Regions from separate parts of the Sus scrofa genome. Here all the other regions are linked to region 1. A link is a contact called in public HiChIP or PLAC-seq data. All regions are on one chromosome and are shown on one strand. The core of a region is the stretch at or near the end of the contact, and the rest is flanking DNA. Distances in the headings are between cores, read along the strand shown. Region 1 has its middle 75 kb from the start of RAD23B. Region 2 has its middle 38 kb from the start of TRNAE-UUC. Region 3 has its middle 71 kb from the start of TRNAE-UUC.

Region 1 (4,327 bases), core at 648-3,147:
AGGCATATATTAGGGATATTTTGCTCTGAGCTAAATCTCTAACTGGTTCTGTGTTCAGCAATGAATTCTCAAAGATTCTGCCTAATGCCAGCTGTATGGGTGGACAGAAGCCCTTCCTTTACATCAGACAAAACTTTTTTTTCCATTTTTTTACAGCTGCACTTGCGGCATATGGAAATTCCTGGGCAAGGGGTCAAATTGGAGCTGCCACTGCCAGCCTACACCACAGCCACAGAAACACTGGATCCTTAACCCACTGAGTGAGGCCAGGGATCAAACCCATATCCTCACAGATGACATTATGTTGGGTTCTTAACCCTCTGAGCCACAACAGGAACTCCACATCAGAAGAAACTTTGATGCAATGTGTTGACTGAGTACATAAGAACAGACTTCCTTAAGCTTACAGGACAGATCACATGACTTGGGGGAGGTGGGGGGAGGGTAGTAACAACTCACTTAGAAGCATTTAGTTTGTACATCTAGCAGAATTTGTATATGTCCAAACTCATCAAATTGTAGATGTTAAATATGTGCAGTTTTTGTATTAATTATACCTCAATAAAACTGTAAAAAATTACAAAGACCTTCCCACTTCCTTTCGAAAAGCTAGTTAATTAACATTGACATATCTTAAAAAAAAAAAAAAAAACCCAAACCTGCTGGTGAGGTTGCAAAAGTATCTGTCACTCACCCCACACCAAAGCAGTCTGTGATGACTGTCACCTTGGAGCTGGCCTGGGTCTAACAGGAAACCTGGGCTATTCTTCTGTGGAACACAAACAAGGCCACTCTGGAGTCACGTCTGAGTACAAAGACAGGAACGTGTCCAAACCACAAAAATGGGCAAGCCTTCTCCTTGCCCTGCTATTGTGACTGGGGCCTCATCATCCGTTCCAGCTTTAGCCCCCACTCTGCTCCTCTCACCTCTGAGATAGAACTTATTAAGCTACTCAACCATGGAATAGCCCCTTCTTCCCAACAGCACTTAAACCAGAGCAAAAAAAACATGCTTCCTTGAACTCTTGTCCAAACCACCAAACACAAGACCAAATTCTTAGACTAGCTCCTTCTATAACTCTTACTGAGATGCTCCAAGCTCCTCTATTTTGTTCTGTCTCCTTTGTTGCAGCGAACCAACTGTATTCTTTTTCTGCTACATTACTGCATAGCAAATTATCATAAGTTTAGAAGCTTAAAAGTGGTACAGATGTATTATTTCAGTTTCCCTGGGACAGGAATCTGGATGGGTTAGCTAGCTGGGTCCTCTTCTCAGGCTCTTACAAGGCTGAAATCAAGCTGGGGCTATGTTCTCATCCATAGCTTGGGGTCCTTCCAAGCTCTTTCAGACTATTAGCAAAATTTGGTTTCTTGCAGCTGTGTGTTCTGTTTTGTTGTTGGCTGTTCAGGCTATTGAGCAGGGGTCTTTTGCATCTCTTGAGAGGCCACTCCTACATCTTAGGCACATGGGCTCCCTCCATAGGCAGTTCACAGCAGGAGTTGATGCCGGATGATGCTCTCCCTGATGTTTCACCTTTGTGAAGGGCTGGCCTCACCTGATTAGGGCCCACCCCCAGGACAATCTGCCTTTTGACTCATCTGTAACCTAATCATGGAAGTGGCATTCCAGCATATTCCCAGGTCCCACTTAGATTGGAGGTTTGAAGGGGGATTATACAAGGCTTGTCCACCAGGGGGCAGACATCTTGGGAGGCATCTACCTACCACACCAAGAAACATTGCTGACTGCAGGTGTGTTCCTGGTGATCTTTGGCTGAAAGGTACCAACACTTTTCAGCTCTCACTTTCCATCAAAATGATCCTAAGATTTGTGCATGATCAGACTACATCAAGTCAGTTTCATAACACCAGGACAGGAGACCATGAGTCAGACTTGCCAGGAAACTTTACTAAGCCCCATCCAAATAGTCTGAATGAATCACTCCCCCTTTTCACTGGCAAAGACATCATAAGCCTCTTCCACCGAAAGAAAGGAGGAACTTGATACCTGGAGGAGTAAAAAGAAGCCTATTTGTTAGTGACCTACGCATCAAATTTGAACTACTTTTTAAATGATGTAGTCTCAAATTATACTTTACAACTTTACCCATTTACTAAAGTTTACCCTAAAGAATATTCTTCTTGGAGTTCCCGTCGTGGCGCAGTGGTTAACGAATCCGACTAGGAACCATGAGGTTGCGGGTTCGGTCCCTGCCCTTGCTCAGTGGGTTGACGATCCGGCGTTGCCGTGAGCTGTGGTGTAGGTTGCAGACGTGGCTCGGAGCCCGCGTTGCTGTGGCTCTGGCGTAGGCCGGTGGCTACAGCTCCGATTCAACCCCTAGCCTGGGAACCTCCATATGCCGCGGGAGCGGCCCAAGAAATAGCAACAATAACAACAACAACAACCAAAAAGACAAAAAAAAAAAAAAAGAATATTCTTCTTGAGTGTATTAACAAATATTTTCTGTTAGCTCTAAGAATGACTAGCCCTTCTCCCCTTCTATTAGAATCAAAGAATACTTACTAAGTGGGAAAATCATGGTTATTTTCATTATCTATAATTTTGAGCACCTTTTGCCCCATGAGTCCAATTTAAATTATCCCTTTGGCAGAAAATGGTTGGAGACCTGGAATTCACACCCACATGAAGTATCTCTCTGAACTACCACAGGCTGATTTGCCCCTGAGCAGGTATCCCTACAACCCCAATTATCCTTTAATTTGTGTGACTCCTCCAATTATCTTCTTTTAGGCTTTTACTCAAATTATCAGGATTATGCACATATTCATTTTTTGAATATATGTATTTTGAGCACCAACTGTATGCTTGGTTCTAGATCATGGAGATCCATCCATGGACCACAGAAATTTCCTCCTTCATAAGAGTTTTCAATATTGCAGAAACACAAATGTTCAACAAAAAAATTCCAAAGATTACTATGTAATTAAAAATTCTGATGACAACAAGAGAAAAAGCCCATGTGGCTGTGACAGTTATAGAAAATTTGGAGTGAAAAACTGTGTTTGGACATTTTCTCTTTTCTCCTATCTCTTCAAAGATTGGTTAGGAAAAGATGCCCAAGAAAATGAATCACTATCTCAAAGGGATGCCTGCACTCTTACGCTCACTGCAGCACTATGCACAATAGCCAAGACATGGGAACAACCTAAGTGTCCGTCAATGGATAAATGGATACAGAAAAGGTCACACACCCATACACACACACACAGGAATATTATTCAGCTAGAAAGAAGAAGAAAATCCTGCCATTTGCAACAACATGGATAGACCTTAAGGGCATTATGCTAAAGTGAAATATGTCAGACAGAGAAAGACAAATACAGATTATCTCACTTATATGTGGAATTAAAAAAAAAAACTGAATTCATAGAAACAAAGAATAGAGTGGCAGTTGCCACCTGCGGGATGGTTGAAATGGGGAGATGCTTGTCAAAGGATACAAACTTCCAGTTATAAGATGAGTAAGTCCTGGGAACATAAAGCACAGCATGGTGACTGTAGTTAACAATACTGCATTATATACTGAAAGTTCCTAAGAGATTGTTCCCCCCCACGCACACACCCCCTTAATTATGTGGGGTGACAGCTGTGTTAAGTAGCCTAATTGTAGTAACCATTTTGCAATATGTAAGTGTATCAAATCATCACTTTGTATACCTTAAACTGACACAATGTTATGTGTCATTATTCCTCAATAAAGCTGGGAAAAAAGGAAGAGACATCTGCCTTCCTGGGAAATGCAAAGGAAAATTTGGAATGTCCTTTATCCAGGGGTTAAGGGATCTACCTGATCAAGTTTATTTCAGAGATAAAAAAATCAGGTCAGCTGTGTGACCATGACTTTCCACTCACCTCTTTTCAACGGGAAAAGCTAGAGCTCCATTAGCTCAAAGGTCTCCACTCTTGGTATTACTTGCTCTATCAATCTTTGCTGTAAAGTCAGCTAAACAAGAAGTACGTTCCCCCCTTGCGGACAAAAGAAATCTACTTTGCTTATATTTAATGCCCATTAAAATTGTGCGTGAAAATCAGGAATACCTCCTGTTTAAATATTCACCAAACTCAGATTAATCATAGGTCTTAAACTGAACAGTATAATTTAGTTGAGTTTCATCCTAAAATAAGGATTCTCCATTGTCATTATCCAGGTAAAGTCAGTTACTCTCTAAAACCTTCCTTGTTTCCCCCCAGCATCGTTATTAATAGTTACGTCCTTCTCTATGCTCCCACAAGACTTCCATTACAGCTCATTTTTGCATCGTATCATAAATATCTTGAGGTCTTTGAAATTATTTTTCTGGCTCT
Region 2 (4,568 bases), core at 1,883-4,382, 1.2 Mb after region 1:
ATAGATCCCCCAAATCTCAGGGATACAACAGCTACAAAGGTTTCTTTCTTGATATTGACACGTGTTGAATGCAGGTCAGCAGAGGATTCAGCTCCATCTAGTCACTCAGGGACCAGCCCAGCAGTGGAGCTAGCTACCAGATTGCCATCTTAAAACATGGCTTCAGAGTTCAGCACAGAGAAGGGAAAGAAGAGGGGACTCACCCTTGCTTTTAAACCTGTTGACCAGAAATGACATGTATCGATTCTACTCAATGCTCACTGGTCAGAACTCGTCAATACCCCACCTAACTTCAAGAAGACTGGAATATGAAGTCCTCCTAGGTATACATGAAGGAGAGATGAGACAAAGCATGCAAACAGAAGTGGCCACCACAAATTTTTAAAATCACAGGAAGAAATAAAAAAAAACAGTGGCAGTTACCTCTGGTTTCCATTTACATAATTGGTACAACTGAACTTAGGTCTATTTTTATTTATACAGAGAGCAGCCTCAATTAGAAAGTTTTTAACCACTGCTCACTGGGGTCTCCGTCTCTGTTGGCTAGTTTTAAGATGGAATTGTTCAGTGCAATAAGTATAGGCCACCAAGACTGAGACCAGGAACTGGTTGTTCCTGGAAGCCAGAGGAAAATCTGAAACCAAACCGTACCTGGGAGGGTCATGCTATTTACTGGCAATAAGTGGTTTTGTGTCATATTTAAATTTTAACCTCTTAAATAGTTTTCCCAAGAAGCTATCTGATTCAATAAATCATACAAAAAAAGCTGAAAAGAGAACAAGAGTAATAAACAGCAAACTGGGAAATTTTTGCTGAAAGGCAAACTAGGAAAAGCAATTTTTAAACTTCTTTTGAATGAGACTATGCAACTATATTCTTGGAAGTGACCTATATCCTTCTGAGTGTGAATTATACTTCACAATTATAAGGGTAAGAAAAACTGTGAACTGGACAGCTATGACAAATACATTGAAATGTTATCATCAATGCATGTAATAGATTCCTCATTTTAAATTTAAACATAAAGAGAAAGGAATTTAATAAAAACCAATTTCTCTCCTCTTCCACTAGAATAAATCATTCAATATTTTGAACAATGATAGGAGTAAATGTCAAATTAGTTGTCTGGGGCACCCACATCTCAACCCAAGCCTAGACAACATTATAGCTTTGAGAGAAGCAGAGCTAATTCTTTTTTTTCCTTTTATTGACATATAGCTGACTTATAATGTGTTAATTTCTTCTATACAGAAAAATGATTCAATTATATATACATCCTTTTAAAAAATATTCTTTTCTATTATGGTTTATCATAGAATATTGAATAAACGTCCCTGTGCTATACAGTAGGATCTTGTTGTTCATCTATTCTGTATGTAACAGTTTGCACCTGATAATCTCATACTCCCATCCCTCCCCCCTCTTCCCTCCCCTTTGGCAAGCACAAATCTGTTCTCTATGTCTACGAACCTGTTTCTGTTTCATAGATAAGTTCATTTGCGTCATATTTTAGATTCCCCATAAAAGTGGTACCATATGGTATTTGCCTTTCTCTTTCTGACTTACTTCATTTAGTAATCTCTAGGTCCATCCATGTTGCTGCAAAGGGCATTAATTTATTCTTTTTTATGGCCTATTAGTATTCTGGTGTGTGTGTGTGTGTGTGTGTGTGTGTGTGTGTGTGTGTGTGTGTGTGTGTGTGTGTGTGTGTGTGTATCACATCTTCTCTATCCATTTATCTGTCAATGGACACTAGATTGTTCCCATGTCTTGCCTATTGTAAATAGTGCTGCTATCTATGAACATAAGGGTACATGTGTCTTTTTGAATTACAGGTTTGTCTGGGTTTATGTCCAGGAGTGGGATCGCTAGATCATCTGTCAACTCTATTTTTAGTTTTTAAAGGAATCTCAGTACTGTTCTCCAAAGGGCTTCACTAGTTTACATTCTTATCAACATTGTGAAAGGGTTCCCTTTTCTCCATATCCTCTACAGCATCTATTATTTGCAGACTTTTTTTTGGGGGGGGGGGGCTGCACCTGTGGCATATGGCAGTTCCCAGGCTAGGGGTCAAATCGGAGCTGCAGCTGCCGGCCTGTGCCACAGCCACCACAACAACACCAGATCCGAGCCGTATATGCAACCTACACAGCAGCTTGCAGCAATGCCAGATCCTTAACCCACTGAGCGAGGCCAGGGATTGAACCTGCAACCTCATGAATACCAGTAAAGTTCTTAACCTGCTGATCCACAATGGGAACTCCTGAAGACTTTTCAGTGAGGGCCATTCTGAATGATGTGAGGTGGTACCTCATTGTAGTCTTGATTTTCATTTCTCTACTAATTAGAGGTGATGAGCATCTTTTCAGGTGTCTATTGGCCATTTGTATGTCTTCTTTGGAGAAACATCTACTTCAGCTCTTTCTATTGGTAAAAGAAGGCATCTTGATGTAGGCAAAGACATTGAACTTGGATACAACAGTATATAAGCAGTGGCATAGCAAGTTGCTTGTCGATTTAGATACTCTATTAAACTAGCAAATAGCAATAATACTGTTTATTACATAAGCTACCATATATATAGTATCTAGTATAAGCCTACTTGATAGATAAAAGATCTTTAGTGCCTACTTTAAGTTGATTAACGACTGCTGTATCAGGCAGGAAGTTTGAACTTGAGCCAAGCCAATATCAACATGAAGTGGGTCAATTCAATAAAATGTGCCTCAGTTTTCCTTTCTCCAAAATACCTGCTTCTGCCTTCAAAACAGAACTACAGAGGTAACTAAAATAAAAGGAAGGCCTTTGAACCCTTGGAGAAGAGATACCAGAGAAATCTAAACTCTTATTACTTGTCTTTGCTAAGTAATACTAGGGATTTTCCCCACCAGGAAATAGTTCTCCACTCCTAAGAAAGCATATTGTCCATATCAGGCAAATGCTACAGTGCTGACCTATTTACCAGTGTCAAATATAATCTTGGCAATGCTTTTAGTTAACTGAGTTCATTATGCTTAAGGACACAGAGTCAGGTGAACAGGGAAATACCAAGAGGGCCTCCTCCTGCATGCTACATATGGGAGTGACTGGACAGGTTTGGGGCGCTGACTCGTCAGCAACAAAAGAGAATTAAACCAAACCTTCCTGTTTAGTTGTCATGCTATTCTGACACTCCTGGGATTTCCCATTTTCTATTCTACCACCCAATGGCAGAGTCCTTCTTTCCTAGAGAACACGGATCCAAGCCCTCCTTTCTTGGTTACTTATACTTGGCACTTGACTGACAGGCATTCCAACTGCTGCCATTTTAGAGCCAACAATTGGAATTTCACTCAGATTAAAAAAAAAAAAAATTACTTCTACAATAGGAGTGAAACACTCATGGAAATTTGGCTTTGAACTGATTTAGAGCCTACTTTGGCAAAGGAGGAAAAATACATTTTCACAGTTGCTTCAAATGGTAGCAAACCTCCACATAGGTCCACAGCCTGAAAGAGGCAGCTCGTAAAACCTTAGAAAACTTGTCAGTAAAACAAATTTTATTTCTCTGGGACCAATCCCTCCTGAAAATACCATGCCAGGTCCTTGATGGAATTCTAAACAATGAGCACACCACCAAAAAAACACAAATCCTTGTCTTCAAAGAAAATGAAGTCTTTGAGCAGCACTGTCTCATTAATCCTCATGATAAATATATAAGGAAGTCAAGAACAGTCATTACGTTTTTCCCATTCTGCAGATTTTGTGGGCTCCAACACTTGCCTAGGGTAACAGGAAATATTTGTGGCACAGCCCAGCCTTCAGGTCTGGCCAGACTCCTGGGAAATTACTGCTTTCTCATAGGTTCTTGTATCATCATATGGTCACTCTCTTATTCACACACTGGGCAAACATTCACTGAATGCTGACTCCACGCCAGGCATTGAGCTATGTGCCAGTATAGGAAACTGATTAAGGAAAGGTCCTGCCCCAGAAAAATGTACAGTCTAAGAGAAGGCCGGACGTAAGTAGAAAATTACAAGATCCAAGAATTATAAGCAATATAGCTGAGTGCTTAAGAGCATGGCTGGTGCAAAGGAGATCTAGGAGACCTGGGTTCAAATTCCTGCTCAGTCTCACATTTGCATTTTCCTATGGCACTTATCTCCTTCTAAGGTACTATATAATTTACCTCTATAAGGACAAGTATCTTTTGGCTGTTTGTTCAGGGATGTGTCTTCAGGGGCCTGGCACATAATTGGTGTTGAATAAACATCTGTTGAATGAATAAATTCACTATATGACCCTGGGAAATTTATCTTCTTTGAGCCTCAGGTTCCTCATCTGTAATACAGGGGTTGTCAGGGGGACTGTGCTAAATAACATACACCAGTGCTCAGCACAGAGACTAAGCCTTAAGAAACAAAGTGGCCACAATGGTTAAATATTTATGATACAGTAGTCTCCAGTGCTGTGAGAGCACTAAAAACCATTAACAATCTCTACTTAGAGATATCAGATAAGCCTGAAAAATGAGTAGTGGAAGAAAAAGTGAAAGGAAAGGACTCAAATCACAAGAAAGCCATGAT
Region 3 (4,338 bases), core at 34-2,533, 1.2 Mb after region 1:
TAGATCTGTCTTTTCACTACACTAGAGCTTCTTGAGAACATGGACTGTACCTTATCATCACCATGGGCCCCCAGGAATATAGCACAGAACATGGCATGGGGCAGGACCATATCCAATGGCCAATGAGTGAATTCATGAAATGGATGATGATGGAGAGGATATTCACCAGATCCAAATATTAACTCCCTTTACCTCTACAGCCTAAGAGTTTTACCAGAGAACTTTTGAAGACAAAATAGCAATTACATTGGCAACTGAAATAAACTTTAGTCCTACCCATGTATAATTTTTGATTTATTACAAATACATTACTCATCTAGAAGCTGAATTGCTTCATTCCATACTAGAATTTCAGTTCTCAAATAATCCTTTTGCTATTCTCATCAAGTGATCTCCCTCTCCAAAAAAAGTGACACTCCGAAGCCCTACTGAGGAGGGAGGACCTAAACTGTGAGCATATAGGGTAAGCGTTGAGCTAACCAAGAAAACAACACCTCTCATTCACAGGACATGAACTGAGCTACTTCTGAACAAGTGAGAAGGACCTTTTCTCCTACTCACATCTCTTCTTCCAAAGGACATTCCAAGACTTTGTCGATAGAACTACCTAAGAGAAGACATTTCCCTCCAGTAGTGAACTCCTCCATTAAATCTCTGGATAATGACAGAAGCAATTTGCAGATTAAAGTAACTCTCCTTTGGTGGTATGCCTTTTGATTCACGTAGCAGTGGATGAATCTTCAGTCTATGGGATTTTTTTTTTTCATCATCTGCTGATTCACTCAGAGATATTCTGAAGTTGTGCAATGGGCACACTGTAATCGCCTGCACTCAGGGAGCGGCAGAGGAGAGAGCACAGTGAGTCACAGACCACAAAGAAGCCCTGCCTGGCATGTTGGGCCCATTTGGCAAACCCAGAGGATGTAAAACTGACAGCGAGACAAGGAGCATCTTTGTTATTTGTCAACAAATTGCAGTAACCATTGCAGTCCTTGGCACCTTGAACTGGAGAGGCTTTGGAGGAAGAAATGGGGAGGCAAGTAAATAAGATGATGGAAAAATCCCATTTTCCAGATGACTGGCAATCAGATAGGTATGTCAACAAGAATTTTTATCTGGCCCTAATGACCTAGTTTTATCATGTTCAAGAAAATAAGAGAGTGTTCCTTTAGTGGCAGTGGGACCCTCAAATAGATATGAATAATCAACTGGCCTGGAAATGAAGACTTAAATATCTGGCTCTATTAACTAATAGCTGTGTGACTGTAACAGCCAGTCACATGGGCAAGTCAGGAGATATCTAAGCATCTAGTTTCACACATCTGTAAATGAGATTAATAATTGCCCTACCTAATCCATGGGATTATTGTAAGTATCAAACAAGACAATGAAAGTAAAACAGTTTGTAGCTAAAAGTTCAGTACAAATAATATTTTATCACCAATTTTTGGTACTAATAGATGTTATCCAAAAAATCAAATCCAGAAAGACTAAACAAAGGCTGATTAGATTGCATTAGGTCCATAGAAATAAATGCATTTATAAACTAATATGAAGCCATCAGACTATCTGCTGCTTATTACATATTCTACTTCCAACACGGAAAAAATACAGAAAATTGTCACTCTGGCCTCCCATGAGGGATTCAGCATCACTCCTTGTGACCTAACTAAGCCATCTTTCAGTCAACAGTTACTGCGCAACTCCTGCAGGCCAAACCCTTTGTTGGTCAATAGACATACAGACATAACCAAGATAGTTATGTTTCTTGCTCATGGTAGAATTGTGGCGAGAGACAAGTTATGGTTATTCAGCACACTGCATGTTACAGTAACTTGTATAAAAGCTATGGAAAATGAGAACAAAAGATAGAAATAGTCATTTCTACTTAAGCAATCAGGAAAGCTGCAAAGGGGAGGTGATTCTTGAACCAAGCCTTAAAAGAGAAGCTGGCATTCGCTAGGCAGATGGCAGCTGGGAAGAATTCCCAAGAGAGGAAATTGTGAGAGCAAATGCTTTAGTGTTTTGGGGGAATTGAAATTATCTGACCGGGGGAGGGAAGGGGAGAGTATTAGAGAAAGGTGAAGGGACAGGCAAGGATCATCATAAAAGCCTAAGTACAGGAGCTGACATCTACTCTGTAAGCAGTGGGGATTTAAGAAAACATTTTAAACTTGGATATGGCATGATTATATTTTCACTTTAGAAAAATCTCTTTTGTATATTTTGAGCATGGCATAGAGGAGAAAAGCCTAGAAGCTGGAAAGCCCACAAAAGAATGCTTTTACTGCTTATTTTATTATATAGCAGAAACCTTCTTTCAAGTCAAACCTTAAGTGGGATCTTAAAGAAATGAAACAAATAAAAGCAGAGCTGTTTTCGTAGAAGCAGGAGTCCAGGACCAGAAATCATGCTTACATGGCCTTCTTTCAGCCCCACAATAGCACCACCTGAGACCTTTAAAATCTTAAGGCTCTTAATATTGGAAAACGGTATGTGCCACTCTGTTCAGAAAATGAAAGTGGCCCAGGTGAGGGACAAATAAGAGCACAAATGTAGATAGGATCAAACCCACAGTTCCTGACAATGACTGGTTGCAGGGGACAAGGAGAAGAAATTCAGGAAGGACTGGCAGGGTCTGACAGGGACCGCTGAGTGGATGATGGTGCCCCTCACCACTGAGCAGCCAAGGAGAGTGAGCAGGTTTGAGGAGCATAAGGTCAGGTATGGCACGCTGGGCTACAGAAGACTGTGACACATCAGATGAGGATGTCAACTCAGCAGGGGAAATTGAGTTGGAAGGAAAAGATGTGGGAATTAAGAGCAAGGCCAAAAGAAAAGATGAGGTAACAATGGAAGAGTACGGAGAGAGAAGAGAAGGTGGCCTGGTCAGACCCCTCAGGTCTGCTATAGTTGAAGAGCAAGAGTCTAATAAGATGGAGTCAGAAATAGGAAGAAAACTGGAAGAAAGTAGCATCCAGAAAACAAGGTGCAGGAGAATCTCAAGACAATGTGCTATGTGAAGCCCCAAAGTAAGATAGCATTTGAGCTCCTCCAGGGCCTGTCATACAAATACAGTTGATGTCAATACGGAGGGGACTGAAAGATAAATTCATCTTGATTCTTGGGAAGATGTTCTTCCCATTGTCAGAACCAAAGAATACTCAATTTCTAGTGTGTCAGGTCCTTGAAGAAGAGTGTTGAGTCCAATATTAGATAATTAGGCAATAGTCTGAGAAAGGAGCAGTGATTTAGAGACTCGAAGAACTGAAAGGGCCTCAAAGTTCATCTAGTCCAATTTCATCTGTGTTAGGTGGACACTGCATTTACTGACCATTATTAAGAATGATAAGGATGATATATAGTATATCACAGTATTTTATATATGCTGCTTCATTTGATTCTTCTCATAGTATCCCTCCAAGAGGTTAAGTACTAGCTGTATTCTATAAAATGTTCACTGCCTCACAAGACAATTCACTGCATTTTTCAAAGCATCTCTGTTAAAAAGTTTTCTTGTTGAGCTACTATCCCTCTTCCACATTAGTTTTGCCTCTTAGAGCCAGAAAATGCTGGTTTATTTAAAGATAAAAACTATATTCTCCCCAGTTTATCTCCCTCTCCTCTCTCTGTAAGGGAAACATATCAAATTTCTCCTTCAATCATTCTTTCCAGGGCATGATTCTGAGTCATTTCATTATTCCTTGATAGCTCTCCTTTGAAAGGGTTACATGCTTTAACATTCTAGGCAAGCAAAGAGAAGACAGATGCTTCAACTTTTTGAGTAACTATGTAGTAACCATGCAGCACTAATCTGGAAATGCCTGTTGGGTCTCCATCTGTTCACTCAGTTCAGCACCTCCACCCTTAGCCCATTCATCCATGCTGAGCTTTTCCTGGAGTGGGAAGATTCATCCAGGTTTCCCACTGCTAACGCTTCTACCCTTCTCCCAACCCATCCGCCACCTCCAATTTGAAAAGTAGGGATGAGAACTAAGCCTTATTGACCACCTACTAGGGGCCAGATGCCGGGAGAGGTGGACTTTCATGCGACTCATTAAGTCTCATGACAGCTCTGTAGAATAGTAACTTGCTCAAAGTTGCACAGGAAATAAATGATGAAATAGGTATTCAAACCCACATCTTTCTGAATTCAAAAATCCCCCTCACTGAAATCTAGAGCTGTATTGTCCAAAACAACAGTCATCTGCCATATCTGGCTATTGCACAGGTGAAACGTGGCCGTCTGAGATGTAAAACGAGTAAAATACACACCAGATTTTGAAGACTTAGTTTGAAAAAAGAAAGACTGCAAAATATTTCAATAAAATTTATCTG

The links. HiChIP or PLAC-seq counts read pairs in DNA pulled down with a chosen protein or histone mark.
Region 2: a contact with region 1 is called in an H3K27ac HiChIP or PLAC-seq map of alveolar macrophages, with 8 times the contacts expected there. The contact joins two enhancer-like sites. A contact is called at or near these places in 3 of 47 Hi-C or Micro-C datasets (alveolar macrophages, skeletal muscle and subcutaneous adipose tissue) and 1 of 2 datasets of contacts at active chromatin or transcription factors (alveolar macrophages).
Region 3: a contact with region 1 is called in an H3K27ac HiChIP or PLAC-seq map of alveolar macrophages. The contact joins two enhancer-like sites. A contact is called at or near these places in 3 of 47 Hi-C or Micro-C datasets (embryonic fibroblasts, heart right ventricle and retroperitoneal adipose tissue) and 2 of 2 datasets of contacts at active chromatin or transcription factors (alveolar macrophages and skeletal muscle).

The regions. Positions count from the first base shown.
Region 1 is chr1:248,370,359-248,374,685 of Sscrofa11.1, forward strand. No RefSeq gene overlaps it. Among named protein-coding and RNA genes, the nearest start is that of RAD23B, 75 kb to the right of the region's middle. Within about 2 kb of position 1,898, at least 15 of the 83 cell types and tissues checked have an H3K27ac peak or open chromatin away from gene starts, as enhancers often do. A contact at or near this core is called in alveolar macrophages and embryonic fibroblasts, where this site is marked.
Region 2 is chr1:249,572,484-249,577,051 of Sscrofa11.1, forward strand. No RefSeq gene overlaps it. Among named protein-coding and RNA genes, the nearest start is that of TRNAE-UUC, 38 kb to the left of the region's middle. Within about 2 kb of position 3,133, at least 5 of the 83 cell types and tissues checked have an H3K27ac peak or open chromatin away from gene starts, as enhancers often do. A contact at or near this core is called in alveolar macrophages, where this site is marked.
Region 3 is chr1:249,605,643-249,609,980 of Sscrofa11.1, forward strand. No RefSeq gene overlaps it. Among named protein-coding and RNA genes, the nearest start is that of TRNAE-UUC, 71 kb to the left of the region's middle. Within about 2 kb of position 1,284, at least 7 of the 83 cell types and tissues checked have an H3K27ac peak or open chromatin away from gene starts, as enhancers often do. A contact at or near this core is called in alveolar macrophages and embryonic fibroblasts, where this site is marked.